2 separate regions of the Mus musculus genome follow, and region 1 is linked to region 2. The links are chromatin contacts, called in public Hi-C maps. All regions are on one chromosome and are shown on one strand. The core of a region is the stretch at or near the end of the contact, and the rest is flanking DNA. Distances in the headings are between cores, read along the strand shown. Region 1 holds the start of Ddx18 (DEAD box helicase 18). Region 2 holds the start of Tsn (translin).

Region 1 (4,264 bases), core at 1,544-4,043, 3.3 Mb before region 2:
AGTACCTGCTGTGCAAGCATAAGGACCTGAGTCTGAATCCGTCAACCAAGTAAACGGCAGACTAGCAGTAGACATCTGTAGTCGTGAAACTCGTGGACAGAGACAGAAAGATTCCTGGAAAGTGTAGGCAGAGAGTCCGGGGGAACCAGTGAATTCTCCACTCAGTGACAGACTCTTGTTTCAAAACAATAAAACAGACTTGCTATTGAAGAAGACACAGGTCATTGATTTGTGCCCTCCATAGGCACCTGCACACATATACACATGCCCAAGTGCACACAAACACACACACAAAGAAAATATTTCAAATTTAGTCTGTTCTAGCCCTATAGCTTTTGTGACCCTACAGGCAACAGCCATTTGATTGCCTAAAGACAACCAGGCTGTGAAATAGCAGCATGGCATGCTAATTTATAGAATATTTACAGTAATGCAGCACTTTGAAGACTCCTATATACTATAGAGTGGTGAATTTTGTAGAAAATGGTATTGAAAAGATCATAGACGATCACTTCGTGTGTTCTGGGGATATGATTCCTGCCATTATGCCTAAAGACCAGGATTTAATCTTCAGTTCAACAATAACAACAACAACAAAGGTAAAGAAAGAGCCTTATTTCAGAGATTAGAGCAAGTGTGATCATTACTTCTAACGATTCTAAGGTGTTGGTACAACAGACTGATTTATCCCATGAATCAAAGCCCTTCTTCTCTGATTAAAATATAAGAATCTACATTTTACTTTACGACACTATTCTTGGTTCAAGGATCCCAGGAGAAATTTCAAAGAATAGCATGGGTAAAGCATAGTTGTGTAATTTAAATGTTCTCCACTCCACCCCTGTGTGTGTGTGTGTGTGTGTGTGTGTGTGCGCGCGCGCATGTTTGTGCATGTGTGTTTTCATCAAAGGATATCCTTGGATGTCAGAGTTCTTTGAAGTAACAGAATTTAATAGGATGACTCTACATAGATAGATAGATAGATAGATAGATAGATAGATAGATAGATAGACAGACAGACAGGATAGAATTTATTGGAATGACTTACAGACTGCAGACCAGCTAATCCAGCAGTGGCTAGCTGTGAACAGAAAGTCCAAGAATCCAGTAGTTGCTCAGGCCACAAGGTGGTCTCAGTTGGTCTTCAGTATATGCTGAAATCCCAAAGAAGTAGGTTCTAATGCCAGTGAAGAAAAGATGGGCTAGCAAGACCAAGGCAAGCAGGCAAAGACCATGTTCATGTCCTTATACCTTCCAGTGGAAGATGTGGCCCAGATTAAATGTGTACCTTCCAGCCTTAAGATCCAGATCAAATGTGTTTGTCTTCTTCCCTCAAAGGTCTGAACTAGAAGTGTATTCACCCACTTTAGACCAAGAAAAATAATCTTTCACGGGTGTGCCCTCCTTTTCTGGATTGTAGTTCATTCCAGAGGTAGTCAATTTGACAACAAGAATAGCCATCACAGATGTCAGTCACTATCCATCTTGAGACATGGTTTCTCCTAGACCTGGTCTTACAGGGATGCTGGCCTCTGAGCACCAGTACAACTGGCTTTCTTCCTATGAGAGGTAGATGGAACTCAGGGCTTGTATTTGCAAGGCAATCACTTTATAGACTAAGGCATCTCCTCAGCCCCAATTATAATACTTCTATAGACTTAGGAGTAATGTGTAGCTCCATTGAATGGTGACTGACATGAAAGAGGCCCTGGGTTCAATACCCAGAACTGCAATACTGAATTAAAGACTCTATCTGCATGCCCATCCCGGGACTGACTGACTGCTGACTCTCTCTCTCTCTCTCTCTCTCTCTCTCTCTCTCTCTCTCTCTCTCTCTCTGTCACACACACACACACACACACACACACACACACACACACACACACACACACACACACAATCTATGCACAATGGAGGCTGAAGGAAGACATCACCCAAATGTCCATCCTGAAACCAGGATCTTTCTCAGGCAGCGCACGAACTTCCCTGTCGGTATGTTTTCTGTAACTGTGTTTCTGTCTTCGTGGAAGTTGTGTAAAAATTCAGTGTTTTACCTATGTCATTCACCATACATCTACCGCAAACTAGCACAAAAGTGAAAGAAAGAAAGAAAAAGAAAGAAAGAAAGAGACGAGAAGAGAAGAGAAGAGAAGAGAAGAGAAGAGAAGAGAAGAGAAAAAAAGAAAAGAAAAGAAAAGAGAAAAAAAGAAAAGAAAAGAAAAGAAAAGAAAAGAAAAGAAAAGAAAAGAAAAGAAAAGAAAAGAAAAGAAAAGAAGAGTGCAACGCCCTGAAAAATTGAGGGAAAACTATACGGTGAGAAAAGACGTTTGTGTGATACAGGGTCCAAATTGAAGTGGGTTTGTTGTTGGGTTTTTGTTTTTGTTTCTTTAGTCTTTTTGTTTTGTTTGGAAGGCACTGGGGTGGAGGGGTGGAGTGCTGCCCTGTGGACCAGGCTGGTCTCAGCTCAGAGATCCACTTGCTCTTGCCTCCCTCACGCTGAGACTAAAGGTGAACACCACCATCCCCGTCTCCCAAGAAGGTTTTAAGACTTAAACCTCTTCTGACAGGATACTGGCACCTCTCTAGCAGTGAAGGGAAAGAGACTCTTCTGAGCCACAAGGAATTCCGTCTTCCAATCGGCTTTTTTATTGTGCAGTCTTGGTTTGTAAAACTCTGGGGCCATTAGCAAGGCGAACGGGTTCACAACGAGTCGTCCTCCAGTCGCCAGGGGGCGCTGCAGGAAATTCGGTCTCCAAAGGGAACCCAGCTCTCACCAGGAACTGTTTCCGCCCGAAGCATTTCCGCCCCGCGGGTCCGCAGGCTCCAGCGGTACACTTCCGACTTGCAATTGCGCACGTGCATCTGTCTCGGTGCAGACGGCTGGGCGGCCTGGCAAGATGTCGCAGTTACAGATGAAACTCCTGCGCAGGAAGATCGAGAAGCGGAATGCCAAGCTGCGGCAGCGAAACCTGAAGCTGCAAGGTGAGCTGTGCTGAACCCCGCACTGGCGAACGACGTGGGGAACCCAGGAACTCGGCGGTGCGCTGGGCAGCTTCCGGCGGGAGCCGGGGATGCGCGGCACGAGCAGGCCGCCTGGGTCCCAGCCCCCGTGGACCCTTCATTGGTTCTGCCCTTTGCCGGCGTGGCTTTCTCGACTCAGGGTGAAAGCGGGAGGCCTCGGACTTTCTTCCCCAACTTTCTATTGGCAAGAAAACCTGCAGATTACCCTAGACCCCCCCATCAGCATCTTTAGTCCCCACGTAGAACTTTGTATCCATTACGGTTCCCGACTTTCACTTAATTGCTCGATCTCATCCCCTGCCCAAACTTACGAATTGTTTTCCTCGGAGCTTTCCCAGTGATACAGCTCTCTCCCCCAAACCCGTTCTTTTCATTCCTGCAGCGATCCTCTTCATATGTTAGGCAGAACCCTCCCAGTGTTTTTTGTCGCGCACAACTTAGTGAATTCCTTAACGTCTTGGTTTTGGCACAAGGGCTTAAATGAAAAATTTACACATGTCACTTTCTTGTTGCAGTTTCTGTAGCTTGTTTAGGTTACCTACCTGTAGGGGTTCTTAGCCTTTGTAATGCTGTACCCCTTTAATACAGTTCCTCATATTGTGTTGACACACACACACCATAAAATAACCTCGTTGCTACTTCATGGCTGTAATTTTGCTATTATGAATCGTAATGTAAATATCTGGTATGAGACAACTGTAGTGGGGGTTGGGGGGTCGAGAGATCAGTATGTTGAGGATCGCTGAATAATTGTCTAGACCCACGCAATTTTCAACAGATAGTATTTGAAAGACATCCCAGAGGGGATGGTGGATTTTAGGCAAAAGTATTGATGTTCCTTCACTTAGTACCTGTAGAATAATTAATGCTACTTAGTAGCTACTTCTTGGTGTGGGTAATGATGTAAATTAAAGATGGTGTTGCCTTCATTCTCTTTGTATGAAAATGGAAAACTTGTGAGGATAGTTTGGGGCTTTAATAGGGTTTTAATGAGTGGTTTTCGTTTACTGAATTTTCAGTTCACCAAAGTCTAGGAAAGTTGGGTTTGAATGAAGTGAAATTATATAAGTAATAATTGTGGGAATGCGAAGTAAATATCATTCAGTTATATTTATCAGACACTTGGCCGTGGCTGTTCCAGTACTAGCTCTGTATACCAGGCTGGCCTCAAACTCATAGAGATCCACCAGCTTCTGCCTTTCATGTACTAGGACTAAAGGTGTGTGCCAACACCAGCAGGCCA
Region 2 (4,269 bases), core at 71-2,570:
GGAGGCTGAGGCAGGCAGATTTCTGAGTTCGAGCTGAGGCAGGCAGATTTCTGAGTTCGAGGCCAGCCTGGTCTACAGAGTGAGTTCCAGTACAGCCAGGGCTACACAGAGAAACCCTTTCTCGACCCCCCCCCCCAAAGAATATTTCTTACTAAGTTATGAGGAAACTGGGTCCAGAACATGATCAAAAACAGTTCCTGTACAAGTGGGTGTCTTGGCTAGTTCCTGCTCCTTCAAAGAATGGTTCTTTTGTAGTTAAAATAGATTTTCTGGGCTGGGGGAGAGTATGAGACTGTCCATCAAAGATTACACATTTATTTACTTGGTGTGTGTGTGAGTGTAGTGTGTGTGTTTGAAGAGGACAACTTGTGGGAGTTGGTTCTTTCCTTCCATCAGACTGTCAGTCTTGGTGACAAACCTTTAACTGCTAAAGTTTGTCAATCTCTCCCTTTCGATGGTTAAGAGCCCTCACGCCACCACAGACGATACTCTTTCAAAGAAATAACAGGAAGTACTCCATCCAAGCTCATTCAGAAAGTGCACTCGGTGATCAGGTGGAGAAGCAGCTGGCAGGAGCTACAAGGTGAACTCTGGCCTCTTCAAGACTGCTCAAGACCAGAGAGATCTTCATGATACTCATTGGGAGGATAGGATAGCTGTGAGGCAGATCATGTACAAGGACTTCAAAGCCCTGAAGCACGTTCATAGCTGAAGTGTAGTCCCTGGTTGAAGGTTACAGTAACACGCTTTTCTTTTCTTTTCTTTTTTTTTTTTTTGGTAGATTTATTTATTTTATGCATATGAGTACATTGCATTTCAGACACACCAGAAGACGGCATTAGTTCCCATTATGGATGGTTGAGAGCCAACATGTGGTTGCTGGGAATTGAACTCAGGACCTCTGGAAGAGCAGTCGATGCTCTTAACCGCTGAGCCATCTCTCCAGACCCGAAGATAATATTTTTATTCATTAATATTTATTTAGATTATAGTCTTTTATTATTTTTCATTTATCGGATTACATTCTCTCGCCATTCTTCCCCATTCAGTTTATGCATGCTCTTTGTTGAGCAGACAGAAGTATAACTTCCCTCCCTTGCTTGAAGTACACAGATAACATGGATAAGCAAACCGCGCCACTCGCTGGCCCCGCCTTCTACGAGCCAAGTGTCCCTAAGGACCCCCCCCCCGCCCCCCCAACCGGCTGTTTTCCTAGATGCCTATCTGCGAATCCCCACCTCCTTAATTGGAGCTGCCTATCAGCCGGCCTACGGCCACGGGCCACTGAAGCCCCTACGTAGGGCTGTTTCCGGAGATGCCTACGTGCGGGCGGCAGGCGAGGCTCGGCCCTGCCGTCGGGATTCTGGGCAAGAGCGCGGCACGGGACTGTGCGCGCGGCGCTTCAGGCATTGCGGCGGGCAGCCCGGGCTCCGGTGCGCCGCGGGTGTGGGAAGACCCCGGCGCCAGCCTTGGCGCAAGGGCTAGTGGACGCGGCAGTGGCGACGGCGACGGGCGTTGCGAGCGAGTCCGCTACTTGTTTGTGGGTCGTACTTCTTCGGCGGTGCTCCGGTGCTGACTGATTGTAGGGCAGCCAGCGCCATGTCTGTGAGCGAGATCTTCGTGGAGCTGCAGGGCTTTTTGGCTGCCGAGCAGGACATCCGAGAGGCGAGCCCCCTTCCTCCCCATCTCCTTTTTTTCTTTTCCTAGCCAGGCTGGTCCAGTTGGCCTGGTCCTGCTCGGTCTCTCGTTTTCAGGCCCGATGGGTTTAGGTTAGGCCGCCTCTTGGTTCCGGATTCGACTTCTCAGCGTCATGTACCTCTTAGAATATCACCTTTCCTAGTTCAGTATTCCAGTCCCAGGCTCGGTTAACGCCCGTGGCTAACCAGCACATCTTTTCTATATTGGCTGCTGGTATTTTTTTTTTTTTAAATAGCACTTGCGGTCTTTCTTTAAGCAAAAAGCTCTTCTGTAGCTTCTCATCCCGCATAAAAAATTTAAAAAAAATCTAGATTCTCCGGTGGCTCACAAGGTCTCTTTCCCCGCTCTCCTTTTATTTACACTCGTTACTGTGTGTGTGTTTAAGTTAACTTTTTATTCGTCTAATGCTCCAGATATTGCTCTGTCTGAGGACCCTTGGTTGTATTATCTGCTTTTGCTGGAATTAGTTTATTTTCTGCTCTCTGGCTGTTTTCCTTTTGCGCGTGAGACAGGATCTTGATGTGTAGTAGCCTTGGGTGACCTCGAACTCGAACCTGTAGCCTTCAGCGTTTTCAGTGCTGAAATTAACACGTGCAAAATTTATAGTCCTTATTTTGACTGCTTTTCTGTTAGCTCCTAAAATCGTGAGAAATTGAGAAAAAAAAACCCATTTATCCGTCCTATTGCTAGAAGGAGTTGCTTGCGTCTCTGATGTTTGCATAATGCCCATAACTAAATGTGCTCAGAGAATGTGTGCAAAATGAATGAATGAAAATCAGTCACCACTTTGTATTTAAGTTTTTGTTCTATAGAGAACATTTACATTGTCAGTTATTCATTTATATAGTGTCTCAGTTGGGTTCTTGAGCAGGTGGCTATTTTTCTTTCACGGCTACTTGTAGAATTTGAGGCTTTTTTAGCAGCTCCTTGAGTTGTGACAAGAAGAAATTACTGGAAGAGTTTGGATTCACACCTGAAGAATCCCTTCTTGTGAAAGTCTGAGAGCTGTGACTGAATGTGAGGGTGTGGTAGCATGTTTGTAGGCGACTCTGCTGAAGATTACACTGACCTTATCTGGCTTTTGTTTTTAATTCTCTCTAGGAAATACGAAAAGTTGTACAGAGTTTAGAACAAACTGCTCGAGAGATTTTGACCCTACTTCAAGGGGTCCACCAGGGTACTGGATTTCAGGACAGTAAGTTTTTTTGCTTTGATGTTTGAAAAAATTTTTAAATTTTTTTGTCCAACATATCACTCTTAAGTCCATTAAAAGGACATACTGAGTACACTTTTGTCATTTATTGTGAGGAGTGTTTATTATGCTTTTATTTATTTATTATTGTGAGTGAAAATTGGAGAATAGGGGTTTGGTCATTTTGAGGATTTACGATATTCTTGATATTTTGGTTGCTTTTCCATGTGTGTATAGTGTGGTTTAAATAGGAATGTTGTTTTGCTATGTTAGTCTATTGGTGTGTGTGTGTGAGAGAGAGAACGGGAGTCTTGCTTTGTTGCCCAGGCTGTGTTGAGTTGTGTTCCTCTCACCTGAACCTCAGACTTCAGTGAGTTTCATTACAGTTGGCACATGTGAGTCTTTGTGTGTATTTTAATGAATGATTCTAATGATTGAATGCCTTTTTTTCTTTAAATTTTTTTTCTATTTTTACTTTCTTTTTTTGAATGCCTTTTAATATACATTTGTAGATAATAAAGTGCCAGGTATAAAATGTTTTAAAATTCATGTTTATAGTCAGCCCTTTGTTGAGATTCTAATATGTCAAGTTAGACATGAATCCCTTTGTACAATGCAGCCAGCATAGCTGAGAGCTGAAGTTATTTTCTGATACACAGCTTACAGGTTACCAAGGCAAGTCATTTATGCAATGATGTAAAATTTATCAATCTGAGAATAGTCAGTAAAGTTCTTTTTTTTTTTTGACCATGGGAGGTAGAAATAGTCTTGATTTTTGGTGTGTGAGGACTTACAGGAAAAGTAGCTGAGGACTAATGGCCTCAGATTTCAAGGTGATTAATGCCCACATAGACTCCATAGATGATTTAGCAAGAACTACATTGGCAATTTGGTAAGTTTTTCATTATTAAATTTTGTTATCTTTTATGATCAGTTCCAAAGAGGTGCTTGAAAGCGAGAGAACATTTCAGTACAGTAAAAACACATCTCACGTCCCTGAAGACCAAGTTCCCCGCTGAGCAGTATTACAGGTTTGTAAGAAAAACAGTGCTCATTTAGAGCATTATATTTTTGTTTAAAGAAAGGAGAAATAGAGGTATTGAATAATTATGAATTAGTGACTTCTGCTTACGAATAGGCAGAAGTCTTTGTAGAAATAACAACAAAGAATCGCATTGATAATGGTGTCAGGAAAACTAGTGTTTTAATATTTCCTTTTTTTTTTTTTTTTAAACTAAAGACAATTTGTAAGGTAACCATTGCTTTTTAAAAAAATTGCTATTTTTTGAGATTGTAATTTGATTTCAACATTTCTCTCTTCCCTTCGTTCTTCCAAGCTTTCATATCCCCCCTCCATTCTTTTTCAAATTCATGACCTC

The links. Hi-C and Micro-C count contacts between places; a contact is called where the count stands out from the background.
Region 1: a Hi-C map of muscle stem cells shows a contact between it and region 2, with 7 times the contacts expected there. The contact joins the promoter of Ddx18 here to the promoter of Tsn in region 2. A contact is called at or near these places in 2 of 39 promoter capture datasets (hippocampal neurons and pre-B cells), 21 of 484 Hi-C or Micro-C datasets (CD4 T cells, CD8 T cells, LSK cells and 11 more), 1 of 115 datasets of contacts at active chromatin or transcription factors (astrocytes) and 2 of 9 other capture datasets (adipose tissue and liver).

The regions. Positions count from the first base shown.
Region 1 is chr1:121,566,509-121,570,772 of GRCm38.p6, reverse strand. It overlaps Ddx18 (DEAD box helicase 18), which reads left to right and starts at 2,793. Exons shown (of 13, transcript NM_025860.3): 1 at 2,793-2,982. The coding sequence starts at 2,898.
Region 2 is chr1:118,308,397-118,312,665 of GRCm38.p6, reverse strand. It overlaps Tsn (translin), which reads left to right and starts at 1,320. Exons shown (of 6, transcript NM_011650.4): 1 at 1,320-1,665; 2 at 2,800-2,893; 3 at 3,825-3,921. The coding sequence starts at 1,600.